Linked DNA regions of Drosophila melanogaster: region 2 is linked to region 1. Evidence: chromatin contacts called from public HiChIP or PLAC-seq data. All regions are on one chromosome and are shown on one strand. Each heading gives the region's core, a stretch centred on a gene start, on an enhancer-like site or on the middle of the called end of the contact. The rest is flanking DNA. Distances are from core to core; before and after follow the strand shown. Region 1 has its middle 28 kb from the start of CG17601. Region 2 has its middle 4.6 kb from the start of lncRNA:CR44997.

Region 1 (3,422 bases), core at 550-3,049:
CTACATGTTTGAACTCCTTGGATGGTTCTGCTGCAGTTTGGACAGTTTGGATATGATTGCTAAAATCGCACGATTTACTTTTTCTATTTGGCCATGGCCTTATATGTACATTTCGTTGTACCTTACTCCTTAAACGCAATAGAGGTAAATGCTGAGCCTCTATTAATTACAATGCGTGCTGGAAAGCCAAAAATACTTGACCAGTCGTTCAGCCGCTTTATTACTTCTTTATGACCTGTTGATTTGGTTGGGTATAGCCAAACAAATTTGGAAAACCCATCCACAGCTGACAGAATGTACTTGTACTGTTTAGATGACGCATCCATGGGTCCAAGATGATCAATATGTAAAGTTTGTAGTGGCGTATCTCCTTTGTCAATGCAATTTAAAAAACCTTCCTGCTTTCCAAGATTTTTGTATCCTGTATTATTTCTTGTTCCATTCTCTTTGGCACCACTAACAAGTCATTGACATTGTCCATCTTGTATAGAAGATCGCCTTTTACCTTAAAGTACTGCCGCTCTTTTAGAATTTCCCAGACAGCTTTTATGTAATCGTCGACCTGCTGGGCCTTATTAATACATGCAGTAATTGCATCTGTAGTAACCCTTATACACTGTGGAAAGCGACTGCCTTCAACATGCTTCATATTTCTGCGGCACGGTGTTCTACTGTAAAAGTGAAGTCTTGCATGTTCATTATCCACGGTCCAACCTCTCTTGGTACGTCTTGTTTGGTAAGTAGCCTGCTTGAAAGCGAAACAATCTGTAATCAGCTTAAACCGTGTTCCAAGTGGCGAAACTTCTTCATAGCTAAATATGCTGCTTTGACTTCTATGTAATAGCTATGACGCTTTGATTCGGCTTCGGAGGTCTTCCTGCTTCAATAATAGACCGGATGAAAACTGTCGTCCACCATCTGCAGCAACACAGCTCCAAATCCATCCATTGAAGCGTCAGTGTGTAGTTCTGTCCCTGCATCTCCTGTGTAAATTTGCAGTATGAGACTGTTTGTGAGTCGTTCTTTTAATTGCTGTATAGCTTGATGTTCCACGTCCCCAATGTCGAAAAGAGCACCTTTTTCATGTATAACTGCATCACGTCGGCATTGATCAACTCTTGAAAAATATGGTGAAAAAACCATAAAACGAAGCTGGAGAGTGATATATATACATATATATAGATCTCGAATACTGTCAGTTTTATTGTTTTATTTGGGCAGTTACTTGAATTATGTACATCTTCGTTGCAATCAAAACATTTTCTAACCGCTGCGCAATCCTTCTGTTTATACTTCGCTGAGCCACAATTAAAACAATGATAGTATTTCCCTTTTTCGATCGCACGTTTAGGATTTTGTTCTGGCTTTTTATCATCAATATTCAGTCACTCATTAATTTCAAGCTCTTCTCTCAGTTCTTTGTATGATTTTTTGCTTTTCTGCTAGTTCGTTTTGCATTCGCATTTTTTGCCCACTTTCTGATGGGCAAAGATTTTCTATAACATTAACCAATTATTTTATCAAAATTGGCAACATTAATTTGTACTTTTGATTTCTCTCTGTTCTTCAACGTGTAATTTCAATGTCAATAACTGCAGCATCTGATCAACGTTAAATTCCACTGAATTGTCCACATTTTCTGTTTCACAGTAGACTGTGAAAAAATCGCTCTTCTCTGCCTTCCTGCCTTCACCGATCCGTTCCGAACTGCCTTCTTTCTCTCCTGCCACTCAATCCAGGGCTGGCAACTCCTCTCTTGAGCCAGGGCTGGCAACTCCTCTGAAGTGCCAGAGCTAGGCACTCTTTTGATATCTTGCGTTTTACATTTACATATGTATGTGTAAGAAGCCGCGCCGAAATGCTTCACTGTAGGGGAGATCGAGCTGTCTTAGTCGTTTGGAGCGACACCAACGTGTTGATAATGGGTGATGTCCGCAAAAATCCGTCGTGCATCCTAGGTCGGTTGGGTGCGCAATGTCATAACATCTGCGACCACGAGAACTTTAAGATTTTGTCGTTTATGTACATTTAATTTGTTTGTTTGCCTTTCTTTGTTTGTCTGCTTCTTAGAGATCATAGGTACGTACATATGTAGAGACAAGAGACGTCGATTGTTATCGATGCTTTCGTTGCTAGCTGTGTGGCGCAAGGAAAACTCCTCCCTGAAAAAATCCTGAGCTACCGCCACTGCCAATTTTTGAACATAGTTCGATTGGCACTTCAAATACGAGCTTAACGAGGCATAACATTCCACATGTGGGCCATTATTTCGAATGTTGCCTTTGCAAACATAAAATCTTCTAACTCCTTCCTTTCTAAGTTTAAGTATTAGGACTTGGTCTAAGTTTAAAGAAGCTCGAATTTGGGAGCTTGTAATGGTGGAAATTGGAAGAAACTAATGGATAGTTTGGGGAGATGTACATATGTACATATGTTGTCAGCCTGGCTGAAAGAGTCATCGGCTTGACTTTTACGTTTCACTATAGAAACCTTTTTGTGGCCAAAATCAATAACTTCAAAACGGAGAAATATATTTAGTTTGTGTTTATACACGCTTGTAGGGTAAAAGGGTATACTAAATTCGTTGAAAAGTATGTAACAGACAGAAGGAAGCGTTTCCGACCATATAAATTATATATATTCTTGATCAGGATCAATAGCCGAGTCAATTTGGCTCTGTGTGTCTGTCCGTATGATCGTCGAGATCTTAGGAACTATAAAAGCTAGAAGGTTGAGTTCCAGCATACAGATTCTAGAGACAAAGTAGCTGATATCATCAGCCATCTTACCGCAAGGTTATAAATTTTGGTTAAGGTTTTAGACAATATTTATTTGTGTAAGTATAAAAATTATAATATAATTATATAATATATATATATAATATAATATCTAATAATATATATATATAATATATAATATAATATCTCCAAATATCGACTAATGATTAAAAACTAGATCTCTTAGGATAACCCTACGTTCTTCAGCAAAGCTTAGCTCTTCTCCCGAAAGCTCCGATACTCTGACATAAGCAATATGTAAGTGACTCCAGTTAACTTATATTGTGACCTATTTGGGTGTTCAAAGAACTGTAAACACTTATGCACTTAAGTGATTTCCACAATGTATTCCATCTGCGTAGCATCCGTTTTTAATAAACAATTCTTTGGCAGCGGCACTTAGCCGTTCTTGTCAACATCCTAAAGCCCGACATAAACAGATTTGACTGCTCTCTTTGCTCTCTCTTTTCCTAATCTTAAGAATCAATGAGCAATGCTCTCCCGAAATACAAATATTGTTAAAACACTGCAGCTTCTCCCCAATCCAATTTACATTTGATTTTTAGTCTTAAGCTGAGATCAAAAGAATAAAGACGTGAAAACTATTTCTCCGATAATTTTTTTTCTTAGTGTTGTCCTTAGTTA
Region 2 (3,422 bases), core at 306-2,805, 77 kb after region 1:
AACTCGGACATTCTGCCAACTTTTCCGCTTCTCCTCCATTTCTCAGCTGCTTTTTGCCTGTCCCTAATGGAAGTGAAGCTTACTTTACTTGTAAGCAAATATTTGCAGGTGCAACAAAGTTACTACCCACACAGCTTCGCTTTCTTTGCCGACCCCAAAGATCCGAGTTCTAAGCTGTGAGCGGATTATCAAAGCAAACAAACAGGATTGGAGCGGTTGAAGAGGGACCGAAAAACGCGAAATTCGGCGAAAACGCGACAGGAAAACAGGTATCAAAGCCGATCCCTTCCCGGAAGTTGACATTTTGTGATCGAATTGCAAAATAAATGAAACATAAATGAAATGAAAACGAAACTACAGTCCGTATAGCTTTTTAACGAGAATCGTATATATAAATAGACAGCTTCTGTAAAGCTAAATCAATTAATTGTAGTAGTAGTCGTAGAGTAAAAGGGTATACTATATAACAGACAGAAGGCTTGGTCAGGATCAATAGCCGAGTCGATCTAGCCATGTCCGTCTGTCCGTATGAACGTTTCGATCTCAGGAATGTTAAGACTTAGCTTGCAGCTTCTAGACACATAGCCGCAGCGCAAGCCACGCCCACAATTTTGCAAAATATTTTTATATTCTTTCATATTTTTATTAGTCTCCTCAATTTCAATCGATTTGCCAAAAAAATTATTGCCACGCCCACTCTAACGCCCACAAACCTCCGAAAACTGCCACACCCATACAATTTGAAACAAGAGTTTTCTCATTTTGTTCAACAATATCTTTCGTTATTCCAGAATCTTTTAAGCTTGAGATTAGGAAAGGGCTATTAAATAAATATCGAATTGTTTGTGCAGGCGCACCCGTTTTCGTGCACGCGCTTAATGGCGAGAGAAGTTTTATAATATTATATATACATATATATATATATATATATATCATCAGCATAGCATTTGTCGCTAATGAAATGATGATATCAGAAAAGGGCCCCTTCCAAAACAAACGTTCCAGAGAACAAAAGCCAAGGACAAGGTTATTTGCGGATGGCAAGTCATCGAAGGACCTTCTAATAGCGGGACATACATCAAAACAAATTATGGCGCAACCGTCATCAATCAGGGTGGTTAACAGGGCTCTTAACGCCATTTAACAGGTTGGAATTGGATCGAGCAATCGGAATTATCACATCGTTTTTCCAGCCGAACGAAAGGGCGGACGGGCAGCCATCTGAGAGAGTGTGCCGGCACTAAAGTCTAATTAGGTTTTCATGCGTCCTTCGTTCTGCTGTGGAGAATGAATGAATGGTCAGCTTGATTAATTTCAGGCAGCTAGACAAGCATTAATAATCCGGTTAAAGTGTGGCCAACACACATGCTCTCTCACACGAATGTAAACACACTTAAGTACCGCTTGTGGCAACACCAGCAAATAAATATAACGAACACAGCAGTAAACACAAACTAAGTATAAAAGTCAAAACAAAGCCGCAAACTGTTGGCATCACACACTGAAAGAGACGGGTAGAGGCGCCTAGAGCGAGAACACAGCTGTCCCCTGTGCACAGGGGAAAAAGATAGAGACATTTCGTGTTGAGTCTTTCCGCCAGCGCCCAAAAGTATGCAGCCTTTTCCAGCTCAAATTTAAACGAAGCTGGAAAATAGGCAAATTTCGTTCAATATTCTGAACTATTCGAATTTTTGCCGATGTAGTTCGCGAAAAATGCGTTGATCGCACGCACGCGCAACTCCAACCCCATACATTCTACTTACATTACTTACTTACACAAAAATAAGAATGTATTTTGCGATGAAGTTACAGCCCATTTAATAAGCTGTCATCGCCCATATATTATATTGTCAAGAAAGCGGAAATACCTTTGTGAACGGTAATGGTTCCAAAGAAGGAAGAGTGTATTTTCAAACAAATATATTTTAAGGTCACAGTTATTAAAGACCGAAAAAGCAATTCATTAAACAAATTTGTTTCGACTTAGTCCCCCGACAATGGGAAAGGGAGCACGCAATAAAAGAGCAATTGGTCTAGTCCGCCGTTCTTGTCTGCATGATATACTAATAATAAGCGAGTTTTTCACGCCCATTCAACACCACCGCCTCCCCGTGTTTTTTTTTTTAAAGGGAAATTGTTGGTGCGGCAGTGTGTGAGGTCAGGTTCATAAGTAAGTCAATAAGTCACTTGGTTAATGACAACAACTGACAGCAACAGCATCTGTAGCATTTATTAGCTGAGTTCGGGAAATTCTCTCGTTTCATCTGCCTCGTTTTTCCGCTGAATTTTCTCTCAGGCTGCAAAGCTAGCAACATTTCGTTGGCAACATCTTCCACATTGCGTTTGAAAATAAATGTTGACCATTTTAAGATTTAAATGTTTTCTAATATATGTAAAATATGAACTATACTTTTGTTGAAAACATAATAAAGATGATTTTCTTGTTGGCGATTTTCTATGTATTTGAAATACTTATATTTTTTTCCCTTAACTCGATCTAATGTTCCTTATTAATTTACACCGACTTCAATTCCAATGACTAATTAAATATCCAAAATGCTATCACATTTCCCAGAACAAATTTAAATAAATTAAATAATACAAACAATTTGTTATTTTTTACATCTTTGTAATTACGCTTGTATGCGCACTGTTTTCTTAGTATAATAATAAACAAGAGAAAAGAAATTTAAAAATTTTTCTAAAGTGTAAGCGTGACCGTTTTGGGCGTTATATAGGTTTAAGGAGGGGCGTGGCCCCTCAAAATTCTAACTTTTAGAGTTCCTAAGATCGAGACGCTCATACGGCCAGATTGACTCGGCTATTGATCCTGATCAAGAATATATGTATACATTATACGCTTCATTTTACCTGTTACATCCTTTTCAACGAATCTAGCATACCCTTTAACTCTACGAGCAACGGGTATAAAAACATACCTAATTCTCTTGAATACGTGTTATTTGGGCGGCCTCGAGTTCAAACTCAAAGGACATTCCGAGGGTATTTTCTCTCGCTGAATCTCTCAGCACTGGCAGCTGAGTCTGCTTCTTGGGAAATTATTCCTCTAAAGTTTTCCATTTCAGGCAGACACTTGCTTGGAATTACCTGAGCATTATGCGAAAGTGCCGGCTAACTGGATTATCCTTGGCTTTGGTCACTTAAGGGGTGGAGCTTTGGTGGCCATGGTTTTTTTTTTTTTAACTTTTTTCCTGCTCGTAGTTTTCAATGGGAAAATGCGCCGCAGTCAATTTGATGAATTTTTCACAATTTCCATCTTAACGTCAAATTGGCCAGCCTTTCCTTTTGTCCTTTTTGTTCCTTTCTGTCGAACCGCAAAAAGCGCAGTAGGTCGGCCACATCTTTACATATATAATGTAAATGTATATATATAATTTCTGTATTTTGCTGCACTCCCCATT

Evidence for each region. HiChIP or PLAC-seq counts read pairs in DNA pulled down with a chosen protein or histone mark.
Region 2: a contact with region 1 is called in a CP190 HiChIP or PLAC-seq map of the Kc167 cell line, with 2.9 times the contacts expected there. The contact joins two enhancer-like sites. A contact is called at or near these places in 52 of 107 Hi-C or Micro-C datasets (the Clone 8 cell line, the D17-c3 cell line, the Kc167 cell line and 19 more) and 2 of 6 datasets of contacts at active chromatin or transcription factors (both in the Kc167 cell line).

The regions. Positions count from the first base shown.
Region 1 is chrX:22,573,507-22,576,928 of dm6, forward strand. No RefSeq gene overlaps it. Among named protein-coding and RNA genes, the nearest start is that of CG17601, 28 kb to the left of the region's middle. Within about 2 kb of position 1,800, at least 19 of the 39 cell types and tissues checked have an H3K27ac peak or open chromatin away from gene starts, as enhancers often do. A contact at or near this core is called in the Kc167 cell line, cellular blastoderm embryo, embryo and 6 more, where this site is marked.
Region 2 is chrX:22,651,031-22,654,452 of dm6, forward strand. No RefSeq gene overlaps it. Among named protein-coding and RNA genes, the nearest start is that of lncRNA:CR44997, 4.6 kb to the right of the region's middle. Within about 2 kb of position 1,556, at least 30 of the 39 cell types and tissues checked have an H3K27ac peak or open chromatin away from gene starts, as enhancers often do. A contact at or near this core is called in the Kc167 cell line, cellular blastoderm embryo, embryo and 6 more, where this site is marked.